2 separate regions of the Hordeum vulgare genome follow, and region 2 is linked to region 1. A link is a contact called in public Hi-C data. All regions are on one chromosome and are shown on one strand. The core of a region is the stretch at or near the end of the contact, and the rest is flanking DNA. Distances in the headings are between cores, read along the strand shown. Region 1 holds the start of LOC123427253 (phenylalanine ammonia-lyase-like). Region 2 has its middle 15 kb from the start of LOC123427254.

The links. A called contact is a pair of places that touch in the nucleus more often than the background predicts.
Region 2: a contact with region 1 is called in a Hi-C map of leaf, with 3 times the contacts expected there. The contact joins the enhancer-like site here to the promoter of LOC123427253 in region 1. A contact is called at or near these places in 3 of 6 Hi-C or Micro-C datasets (leaf and seedling).

What each region holds. Positions count from the first base shown.
Region 1 is chr2H:560,595,801-560,602,166 of MorexV3_pseudomolecules_assembly, reverse strand. LOC123427253 (phenylalanine ammonia-lyase-like) reads right to left here and starts at 3,068. Exons shown (of 2, transcript XM_045111254.1): 1 at 2,534-3,068; 2 at 408-2,431. The coding sequence starts at 2,928. The coding sequence ends at 685.
Region 2 is chr2H:560,646,853-560,653,218 of MorexV3_pseudomolecules_assembly, reverse strand. No RefSeq gene overlaps it. Among protein-coding and RNA genes, the nearest start is that of LOC123427254, 15 kb to the left of the region's middle. Within about 2 kb of position 3,113, at least 1 of the 3 cell types and tissues checked has open chromatin away from gene starts, as enhancers often do. A contact at or near this core is called in leaf, where this site is marked.

The DNA.
Region 1 (6,366 bases), core at 1,819-4,318:
GTTTACTCACATTGATTGAGCGAGATGTGTTCTTGAAAGTAAGCGAGAAAGACATAGTTGAAGGTTTCATGATAAAGGAACGTTGTAGAGTTACTTAGTGTTGTAGTTTCTACATATCTACGTATGTGTACCTTTCATGTAAGACTATTTGTATTTGCAACGTTGTAAATTTGGAATATTTTAGAACTATAATGTTGTCTGACTTGATTGGGCTATCTGCATCGTATTTTTGCCAACTATTATGTGACACTTGGATTAGATAGATATCAAATTAGGTGTGCACATCCTTCATTTTTTTTCTTCCTCCGCCACTGGTTTGCTGTATTGTAATATGCCTAAAAAAATACAAGATATATTATTTGCACTGTTCGAAGATCCCTCAAAAAAATAACCACCACACCGGACCATTGATCTCAAAAAAAGGGACACATAAATTTCTCATGAATATTTATCACACATTGTACCCCTTTTAACCTACATCGTAGAGATTCTACTGGCTACCTACCACTACCAAAGCATGCAATTGCAATTTTTGGCAACAACCCGGCAGCTCTATAAGAACAATACAAAACATCGACTTTTAAGAATATCCAATGGAAAAACAGTGTTATCACTTATCAGCTAAGAACATCTGAAGCCTTCTGAACTTTGAAGCACATTATCATCTGTTCATGTTCTTGATCCTTAGCAGATAGGCAGGGGCTCACCGTTCCAACCCTTGAGACACTCAAGCAGTGCGTCGATGTGCTTGCCCTTGTTCATAGCAACAAACACCTTGTCCACTTCTTCGCCGGGAGACCTAGTCTTCTCGCCGGTCAAGTACTCTGTTCCAAGCTCCTTGCGCACAAACCGGTAGAGTGGGTATGATCGGCATTCAGTGATACGGTTTTGTTGTGTGGCAGTACCGTTCTCCACGGCACTCCGAGCAGCCTCGACCTCCTTTGGCAACATTGCACGAAGCTCCTGCTCGAACACGGCAAGCTTGGCAAACACAGACGTCTCCACGTCGCGCTCCGCCTCGCCATTGGCCAAGGCGTGCTCCACAAGAACTGCACGCATCTTCTGCATGAGTGGGTAGTTGGCGCTGCAGGGGTCGTCGGCGTAGGCGAACACCGCCTCTCGGTCGATTGTGAGAAGAAGGTCCTTCTCGCAGAAGCGTGCGCTATGCAGATGGCCATTGCTGTTGGTGCTCAGTGTCTTCCTAGCCACCGTCTTCACACAACTCTTGACAGCATTCTTGACATTCTCTTCGAGGTGGCGGAGGTCGATAGCCTGGCACAGCGCGACCAGGAATGTCGAGGACATGAGCTTCAGTATGTCAATGGCCTCGGCGGTCTTCCTAGAGGAGATGAGGCCAAGAGAATTGACATCTTGGTTATGCTGCTCCGCGCTCTGGACATGGTTGGTCACAGGGTTGCCCAAGAACTGGAGCTCAGAGCAGTACGAGGCCATGGCAATCTCGGCACCCTTGAAGCCATAGTCCAAGCTCGGGTTGCGCCCACCGGAAAGGTTGGAAGGTAGACCGTTGTTGTAGAGGTCGTTCACCAACTCTGAGAATTGGGCAAACATGAGCTTGCCAATCGCAGCAATGGCAAGCCTGGTGTTGTCCATGGACACACCGATGGGTGTACCCTGGAAGTTGCCACCATGGATAGCCTTGCCACGGGAGACGTCGATGAGTGGGTTGTCGTTGACGGAGTTGATCTCTCGCTCAATCGACTTGGTGGCAGCACGGATGACCTCAATCTGAGGGCCAAGCCACTGCGGCGACGTGCGGAGTGCATATCTATCTTGCTTTGGCTTCATCAATGGGTCGAGCTCTCCAAGCTTCTTCGCAAGCATCATGTAGGAGCTACCTTCGAGTATGTGCTCCATGATGGCGGCAGCCTCGATTTGCCCTGGGTGGTGCTTCAGCTTGTGGGTCAAGTGGTCAGTGTACTCCGGCTTGCCGTTCATGACCTCACAGAAGACAGCCGACAGGACCTCGGCAAGGAGGCTAAGGATGTTAGCCTCGAAAAGCACCATGGATGCGAGCCCAGAGCCCACTGCGGTGCCGTTAACCATCGCAAGGCCTTCTTTGGGCTGCAGCTCAAAGAAGCCGTGCTGGATGCCGGCGATCTTAAATGCCTCTGCAGCGTTAACCTTCGTGCCATCCGGAGCCGTGGCCATCGAGTTTGGGCGGCCGGTTACCAGGCCCGCAATATAGGAAAGCGGGACGAGGTCACCGGACGCGGTGATCGTGCCCCGGAGCGGCAGGCATGGTGTCACGTTGGCGTTGAGAAGTGTGGCGACCGTCTCGAGTATCTCAAAGCGAATGCCTGAATATCCCTGCAGCAAGGTATTGACACGGACGAGCATCGCCGCTCTGGTCGCCGCCGCAGGCAGAACGTGCCCGTCGTTGCCGGTGCCGAAGGCTCCAGCGTTAAGGAATCTGAACACACAAGCAATACACGAAACAAAATAAGGCTTCCATAACTAAGAGACAAAGATGATCAACAGGTGAAATATAATCTGTTCGTTGTTTAATTCGTACCTGATGAGCTCCCTCTGCAGAGCGCCGCCCTCCTTGGTCCTCCGGTGAGAGGTGGCGCCGAAGCCGGTGGTGACACCATAGCTGTCGGTGCCGTTCATCATGCTGTTCATGACCCAGTCGCTGCTCTCCTTGACACGGCCGCGAGCGGACTCATCGAGCTCCACCCTGGTCTCGCTGCCAGCAGCCACCGCGGCGACCATGGCAATGGTCAGGCTGGCGCCCTCCATGGTCACCACCGGCTTACGGTACTCCTCGACCATCCGCTTCACGGCATCCAAATGGCTCCCGGACAGATCCTCCGCCGCCTTGCCCCAGTTCAATGGGTCGGCCCGCGCCGGCTGTGCCACGCACAAGCCGTCGCCGTTGGCGGCCACGTGCCCGTTATCGCACTCCATCGAGATATGCAAAGGAAGTAAGCTAGAAGATGGGCAGGTGTATGCGTATCTGGATGTTTTCTGAAGTGGTGATGGATTGCTCGAGTTCGGAGTGGAGGCGAAGAGGAGCTGAAATTACAGAAGAAGTTGAGGCTCTTCTTGGAGAGGAATGGAGGGAGAAGACGGGTTAAATAGGGATCACAGCTCGGCAGGGTGGTTGTGGGGGGTGGGTTGGTGTGGATTGTGGACCTGGAAGGCGGGATTGACGAGTGGATTGGTGGGTGCACCAGTGGCCGTTGGAGCGCACGGAGCGGGTGGTGACTACGTACTGGCGTTCGGTGGCGGCATCGGGTGCACAAGATGGTTGGTGCGGGCTGCGGCCTGCGGGGGACGAGAGACACTCCCCTGTCTTCCAATTCGGGGTGGTATTCATGTATCATTATAGTACTAGTTTTGTTGAATAAAACATCATTATAGTTATTCAACATAGTATTTCCCCATGTCGGATTAGGGTGCTCACATTCTCAAGCCTCAGTGTTAATCATGCATTCTACAACCTGTTGATGAGCTGATGCCAGTGGAGACACGAACGTGCAACCTGTACTAGTGTAAGCAAGTCCATTTGTCGACATTGGAACATTTAAAACAAGCGGGACGGCTGCTTACACCTTCTAGTATAACACTAGAATAAAAGAAGAGATCTCATAAAAGAAATCTTAGAAAACAGGTACACGGTCCTTGGTTTGACAAAGTAGCTTGGATTGTTTCTCCAAAAGAAGCGAGTGGGGTTCTGCTGTTGATCCACTGGGAGTTGTTATCTGCTACTCATCCATAGGCCTTTCACTAGTATTTGAGAGGGGTGCGACGAACCCCACTTATTCCATATTTAAATTCAGGGTAGCACAAGGCCATATGGTTTTGATTGAACTCGTGACATTCAGTATTTCCTAATGCAGTTTGGCGCTTTCATGCTGTTTTCCGGACACTATGAATTAATTTGTTGGGAAGAACAGTTCTGTTTGAAACGAGACAGTCAAGAGTCTGGCGGCACAAGCTGGGTGGTGATCGAAATCACAAGCTGAGTAGTATTTTATTCCTTTAGTAAGCTCCACTGGTCTGTTAATTGGAAGCTTCATCTAAAGAAAAAGAAAACTTGGAAAGATTTATTTGTTTCTTGGTCATCTCGGCTGTCTCATCCCCAAGCGAGTAAATGACGAGGGAAATTCCAGTTTGAATGTAAAGCCGGTCTATTCTGATGCGGGTCATTGTGCGCTCTGCGCTGCCCTCGCGTGAAGATCCGTTCTCACTTTGTTGGTGCACACTTGACTCGCCAGGAGACCATGGAATGATGCTCTCCCTTGGAAGTTTGGGACAATCTGTATGGGCAACTGCACCGAAGATTCGTACGTAAGACATCTCTCGACTGTGACTCAAGTTGCAGGACCATGTGGTTGGTTTTCCCTTCATTTTCTGTATGCTGCTTCGGGGGAGTTGCTGGATGACTCGGTCGTCATTTTAGCATCCTCTCGGGCCGGCGTTCTCTAGTCTGCGTCTCGTCGGTCATCCGCATCCACGCCGTCGCAGGCGTGCAAGGGAAAATGATTTTTTTTCTTCTTTAGGGCAGGGAAAATGATTTTGGCGTTAACGGGGCTTGCAAAGCTTGCGTCGGAATATCGATCGACCAAACCTTTTTGAATCGTCAAGTCGTTGGTGACACGTTCACACGGGGTCATGTGCCTCTAAAATTATGTAGTTGGTGGGTGGTCGGATGCATGCATACATGACATGGCAGATTCTTGTTCTGGTCCGGTCCGGTCTATCTGAAAAAAGTCATATATTTCCTTTTTTCGGGAAGGAAAAGAATTTTGGTGAATAACTTTGGTGGCAGCATAGCCGACTTCCTCTGGAGGAGAAAACGCATGTCGTGGAAGATTCATGTCGTCATGCGAATGTACTTACCTACTAATATCGTGGAATATTCATGTACTACTTTCTCTCTTCCATAATATAAAAGCATCTTTCACACTACACTGATGTAAAAACGCTATTATATGGGACAGAGGAAATAGTTTTTTTTCTTCTTAATACATGTGCGGCCTTATTCACGCACATACAGGTTGTTCGCTTTAGAATTTAGACATGTTTCTATAACGAAAGTCATTCAACATGGTGCATGAAGTTTTCTCCCAATGAGCGGGACCTTTGCAGCTAAGGGCGCGTTTGGTTCCCTGCATTAGGTCCAGCCTGATTCGCGAGGGAAAGAAATGACCCATTTGGTTGCCTGTGTTTATTGTGCGGCCCGCATGGCACGAACCTTAAAGCAGCTCCAGGCTAGACCGAGGAGAAACGTCCGAATTGGCGGTAGCTCGCGAGCCTGGCTCGGGCGACGCGCTTCTCTCCTCGTGCGACTAGGAAGATGGCGCAAGCTCGCCCGCGTCGCCGAAAAATTAACGGGAGGATTTCGTCTCACCTCCCGCCGAGTCCGCCCCTATTTAGCCCCTTCCCTCGCCGCCCCAACTCCCGCCACCATTGTCCCCCCTTTCGAGCTTTCCCACCGATGCACACCGACGAGCAGGTAAGCGGCGCATCTTCATAGGCGGCGGTCCACGGCGTCGGCGGTCCTTCACCGGCCTGCGGTGATCTTCTACGATCGTTTCCCCCTCGTCCTCGAGTTGCATCCATGGCATGTGTTAGTTCAATCCCCCTTTCTCTCTATTCCTTCTAGCTAGATCTGAGCTGCAGCTAGGGTTTGATGTACATGCATGGTTGATTGGTGCTCCGATCTGTGAGCTCATAACGTTGATTGCTATGCTGCGGTTGCAATTTGTGGTAGGGTTAGATGTTCAAGCATGTGGTAGGCTAGATTAGTAGTAGACTTTAAAGTTGAACCTTGTGCTTGTGTTGATTCGTGCTTAGATCTGTGATTTGTAGCTATTGGTGGTTCATTTGTAGCATGTTGTTTGTTGTAGATGTATGTTCCTTCTCATAGATTGTGGGGTATGCTTAGTATGTACATGCATGCTCCTCCTTTCATGGATTGTCCGGTATGTTTTGTGCTATGCTTACTGTCAATGCGTGCTACGATTTGTAGGACATGACCATGCAGACGCAATATCTTAGTCACGCCCTTGTTCTGTCTGACAGCCAGTTTCCTCCATCGTTAGTCGAGGACTCGCAACCTATGTCCCGAGATGGCACCTGATTCAGAGGTGTTCGCGTCTGATTCTGTCTATGTGCGAGGAGTGCTCGTTCAGCAAACTCCTGCTGCTGCTGCTGCCGCCGCCGCTGCTGCAACAACAAAGGCAAAGGCGGATGGTAGGTCGAACAACATGAAGTGACAGCCGTTCATGTCCACGTTCGTGCTGAACAAGATGTGTGAGCTTACATCTAGTGGAGTTAGGACTGACAAGGGATTCAAGGAGGTGCATTTGAACACCGTTGCGAAGCAGGTGTTCCAAT
Region 2 (6,366 bases), core at 1,864-4,363, 51 kb before region 1:
ATTATAATAATAACTATATTTATTATTGCCTCTAGGGCATAATTCCAACATGGACCGCCTCGTGGCATCCATGACCCACGGTGGGCTGGTCCGGCCATGACACACTCGCGACCGAGTCCCCGTGGGTGCGAGGTGCTGTGAGCCATCCGATCAGCGTGAGCAATGAAGGTGGCACAGGCGCGCCCTGTGGTCTACTCATCATGGACCTTCGAGCCATACATTTTAATGAGCGGGACATTACAAACTTTAACATTGATATTTTTACTAGACCAAGATTATTTACTAGTAAGCCAACCTTAAGATCATTGATTAATCACAACCTATTGAGTGATCTGCATGATTATTCTTATTATATGAGACATGTATACCTATTGTTTCTCGATCAAACATATCACTCATGCAAATTACCACCAACTACTCAACTCTCAAAAATTTATGAGTGAAGCAAGAGAGTACAAGTGTTTTTTGTTAATATATGTATTGTCGTGCTCTAAAGATATAAGTGAAGCAAATGAGAAAATTGCCCGAACTCAGAAGATATAAGTGAAGCATAATGACCATTCTAATAAATTGTGATGAATGTGTGTCTGTCATAATAGGTGCAATAAGAAAACAATGATTGTGAAAACAAGCAAACAAACAAAACAAAAACACACGATGCTACAAGCAAAACACATACCATGTGATAGATAAATATGTAGCTCCGAGTGATATTACTGATAAATTGGAGACTAAAGAGGGGATACCTTCTGGGGCATCCCAAGCTTACATGCTTGGATTTTACTTGATATTACCTTTGTTTGTCTTGGTCATCCCAATCTGAAGGTCTTCTCGCTCGTTATTCTTTCGCCCATCGTCATCTCACTCAAAACTTGAAAACACCGATCACATAAAACTCGTCAAAACCTCATGAGATCCATTAGAATAATAAAATAATCATTAAATTAGCTATTGTCATAAATATATCATAATATTTTTGTATAATACCTATTGTATTCCATCATCTCTATGACTTATATCCCCATACAATCCATAGAATCATCAAAACAAGTACACTATGCAATAAAACATAATCTGTCGAAAACAGAATATTATGCAATAATGCAATTTTTGGCCATACTTTTGTAACTCCAAAATTCTGAAAATTAGGATCTTTTAGAAATTTTATAATTTAGTTATGTGTAAAACTTTCAGCAATTTATCACGTCCAACACAAAATAATAGTTCAATCTCCGAACAAAAAAGTTTATGTTTCTAGACAGAACTTAGTAAACAAATATTTTCCAACATCTCAAAGGCTTGACTTGGTAAAAAATCAAAATAAAATATACACACATAATTACTACAAAGAAAATAATCATGTTGACTCAAAGAAAAAAAAGCAAAAGGGATAAAGATTGGGTTGCCTCCCAACAAGCTCTTTCCTCATAGCCATTATGATAGGTTTGAGGTTTTAATGATTCTCACTTCAAAGATAAGAATTGAAGCACAAAAAGAGTATCAAAAAACATGTAGCAAACGCATTGAAGTATAACATATTTCCTATGTGTAGGCATCTTATAAGTAAACAAATTATCAAGGCATGAAAAATCTATGCTATGCAAGGAAGAAGGAAACATTAAGAACTTTGACATAAACAAATACAATTTAGTAAAATGAAGATTTTTAGAAGAGTCAATTACACCACAGATACCATAACTTGGCGCGAAAATTCAGTTTGGTGCTAAAACTTGCGGCAGACATTGAACTGGTGTCACAACTTGGCTTTGACGTGCATATATGATGTAAATCACATTTCTATACGAATGTGATGCAGATTAGGCGTGGACGACCAAGAGGACGTGTGCATGCTATTTTGCAAACAAAAAGAACCTATCAAGGTAGGAAGGGTCCACAGTTGTCAGTGTCACATGAATAATAAGTAAGAAGCTGCACCAGCAGGTATTCGAACCGCTGATCTAACATGTAGACTGCGCGCGGCTGACCACTTGTCCCATGATTTATTTACTTTATAAACGGATGCCACCACTATATACCCTTTTGTATTTTTTTAGAAATGGGTTACAGTCCTGGTTGCAATCCCTAAAGAGATGCCGTTGATCTAACGTTTAGACTTAAGTACTAAATGAGTTCCAGTCCCAACTACCCATTTTGTATTTTTTAAGAAATTTATATGATGTATATAAATTATAATTGTGTGTCATAATTAATTGAAATATAAAAAAATAATTTACATTATAAAATAATCACATAGTAATTTCACATTTAATCATATCATTACATTAAAAATTACAGAATTGTTGATGTATTAATGTGCATATTGAATAGAAACATATATTCAATGCTTATATAAGTCTAAAATCCTCCTAGTGTTAAAAATATATTAGTATGCTATACAAAAGTATAAATGATTTAAGGAAGTGTTTGTTTTTCATATATTTGAATAAATTCTTTTAGAAGCTTAAAATTGTGCATAGATTAAAAAATACTCATGTAGTATATAAGATGTTCATGCCTTAAGAAAGTTTTTCTTTTTCTATATATTTTTGTAAATTCTTACATAAATTTTAAAATATTCATAGTTTTTACAAAATATTCATGTAGTAGGTTGAAGTGTTCATGCTTTAAGAAAAATGTATTCATACAATGTAAAAATAGTTGGCCGAGATTCAAAGGAGCTACATGGGTCCATCACATGCGAGTGACCACCACAGCACCCAGCAGCATTACTTGTTTAGGAATTTATAAAATATATGCAAGTTATATTCTTATGTTATAAATAATAATAATATAGAACAATATTGTTAATAACATAGGAAAAAATATTCAAGTATTATTTCTAAAACAAACATATATAATAAAAAAAATTATATAGTACAAAAAAGTGTTCATTGTTATTTGGAACTTTATTTTATTTATAACACACAATTACAATTTACAAGTACTTTTTATTGGTTTGAAATAATTAACATTGCAAAATTGGCCGCTGGGACTCCAACCCGCTTAAGAGAGAAATGTTTTCTCAAAGGATATATAAAGGCGTCATCCACTTGTCATGTGAAAATATCCTCGGCCAACTCGTTACCTGCGTAGCTCCTTGTTGCAGGTCTGATATTTGAATGCCCGCATGCGTGGCTATTTTTCAATTATTATTTCTGTGTTGCTGGCAAGTGGAACCTTGTGGCAGGGGCTTTTTGTGAGAAAAAATCCTGAAGTTTTTTTTTTTGCAAAATAACATGCCACACGTATTCTTTGTCGTCCAGTCACTCACAGCGGACCCGGCCACATTGGCACAGCTAATGAGCACCTTGTTCGTATATAAACGTTATTTCCATTGTATATGCATGCCAAAGCCAAGTTGTAGCACTAGTTGAATGTATGACATTAGCACTAAATTGTCTTTTCACGTCAAGTTATGGCATGAGTGGTGTAATTGACTCCTTTTATAACCATACTTGCTCCTCCCGAAATAAGTACATATAGTCATATTCAAATTCATCAATACGGATATCATGTAAAACATTCTCTTCATGATCCACATGCATGGAAATTTATAAGCTTCTAAGATAGTGGGACTAAGGTCAATTAAAGTTATTACCTCTCCAAACACACTTTTATCAAGAAATTCATAAGAATGAACACTCTCCGAATATATGGGATTCTTTTTGCCTAAAGTTGACATTGTTCAGAACACAATTTCCATATTACTACAAATTTGGTTGTCAATAATAGATGCCTTATGAGGCTCAAATAAATTTTCAAGATCAAAATAAGCATCATAATTTACTCCCCAATCATGACCATTAAAATAAGTAGTATGCATAACAAAATCTTCATCAATGTTGCCTACCGACAAAGTGTCACTAGAAAAAGCAATATCAAGTGTGTTATCTTCCTTACTTTAATCATAAAGATTACCATATTTTCCTTTTATAACTTCTTCATTGGTAAGGAGAATAAAAATATCATGCTCATCAAACTTATCATCCCCAACATTATAGCTTTATATATCATTAGTATAATTGACATTCATAGAATTTATACTAACATCATTGCAATCATGATTTTCATTCAATGAATTTCACACCACATATTTTGTTAGATTCTTCTTTTATCACTTCATGAAAATTATTGGAATTGATATATTCAAGAAAGACTCCATAGAGACAACGAAGGCAGTCAAATTCAACTTTTCTGTCAAAGAGCCTATCGCAATAGCATTTTCATCACTAGCAATTGTTTTATCATAATTAGAATTTTTGAAAAGTCCGGATAATGGACAAGGACCCATATCAATATTTTTTTTAGTAAGCAAAGGCTTATGGATCCAACCCATACCTTTTCTTCATGTATGTTTGCGCAGCTGGCAGTGAAATATTTGAAATTTCCCTCACCCACGACTTCATATCATATGCTAGCGACATACTCTTTGAAAACACGAGCCTTTGTTTCTTGGTAACACTTGGGCGTGTGTGAGTTGTCTTGGTCACTTTGACCTGTACCAAGTAAGAGTGGCAAATAATTTAGATATATATGAATGTACAATTATTGTTAAAAATTAGTATCTAGACTAACTATATTAGTCATATATATATAATATTACCTAGAAAAGAGTGGTATTTCTCATTGTGGAGGCATGCATGCTCCACTTACACCTTTTCTAAGCACAATGAATGGCAGAGTGAAATACCGTCAGATCCCTCGGTAGGGTTCATGACGATATCGGAAGTACCGGGACGGAGCCTCCATGCACAATTCCAGGTTCGAGCCTCCAAAGAGTAATACCCTACATCCTTCTTCTATACATGATTTCTACCGAGAGTTTGATATCATATTGGATGCTCAATGAAGCCCTAGGCCTCCCTTTATATAGATAGGAGGGGTCTAGGGTTTACATTGGGGTGCGCGGGGGGGGGGGGGGGGGGGTAGCTGAGTTTGTTGCGCCGCCACTGTCCTGTCTTGGAGATCAAGAAGACCATTTCTAGCTCCTTAGGGTTTCTCTCTTGTGTTGGGACTAGTGGGCCATGCATATCCGCCAAGGTCGTCCCTCCTTATGTTAGATACATCGGGTACAGAACCCCATCAATGAAGAGTTAGTCTACTAGGCCCACTCTTGTCAATTGTAAATTCACTCTAGGTCTTGTTTCAGAAGGTGGCAAGTGCATCCCTACAATCTATGACATTTGAACATATAGTTCCTTGTGCTAAAGAAGGATCATCTATATTATATTGCACATCGGACCTACCCTCATCCTCCATCTCAGAGTAGCCCATGTCCATGTCATCCTCTATCTCATAAAATATGACTCTTCAAATTTTGGGGGTGGAATGTAATCTTCACCATCGTTCTCATTGGGTTGTTTCCTAACAACAAACTGTGGGTGCATTCTTTCATCCTCATCATCTGTGGGCACTCCATGAGGAAATTCCTCTTCTATAATGGGATTCATTTTTATTTCCTATACTTGGGACATGGTTGACTAGGCAAGTTGGCACTTGGTGTTCTTGGTTGAAGTATTGTGTTGTGATTTTTTCCTCTTCTAGCCTGACTGCTTTCAGGCTCTAAAGTTGGAACTGTTGTTTTCCTTCCTCTTGTGTGAGAGCTATCAGTCTATGAACTACCAGTTGTTGCTTTCCTTCCACTCGTTTTACTACTTCTAGGTTGTGAAGGAGAGGATGCAGATCTTGTTTCTCTAATATATGTTTCTCCTATTTTCCTTTGTACCACATTTATTTCCAGGCGCACTGAATTCGTCTCAATATTTATGACTGTCATAACTCCTAACTCACCATCACATTGAAATGGAACCCAAATAGTATTATGCATGCCCCAATATCTAAATTTAACATCATAAAAAAAATACCCCATGGACATTTATCACTTATAACACCTCTAAATTGGACAAATGTTGTTATTTTGTCTACCACAAGGGGAAATGTGAAGCATGTACTGGCTCCTTTGGTGCCACCATTGCTTGTGACACCGGTCTCCATTCTATGGTTGAGATAAAAACATTCTCTCTAATTTTATCCTATGATAATTGGAATAAAACCCCAAGTATAAGAACGTAGTGACCACTAAGAGCGCATTCCATGAGAGGGAATCGACCTAAAGTAGCATAACTTAGATCTAGGTCAAGATTCAATCTTACCCTCATGGAATCTGCATTCCTTGCACCCGCATATCTCCGCGGCTGCTTCTTTGCCACAACGGCAACAAGTGGTGGCCGCCATCTCATGTCGACAACGCGTCTTGTCCGCTTGAGTAGAGAGAAATGATACGGTGTAGGTTCACCGTCACTCCCACCGCATGTCGACGCCCGCACTCCTATAGATCCACCGCAACTACTAGACCATTGATGAAGA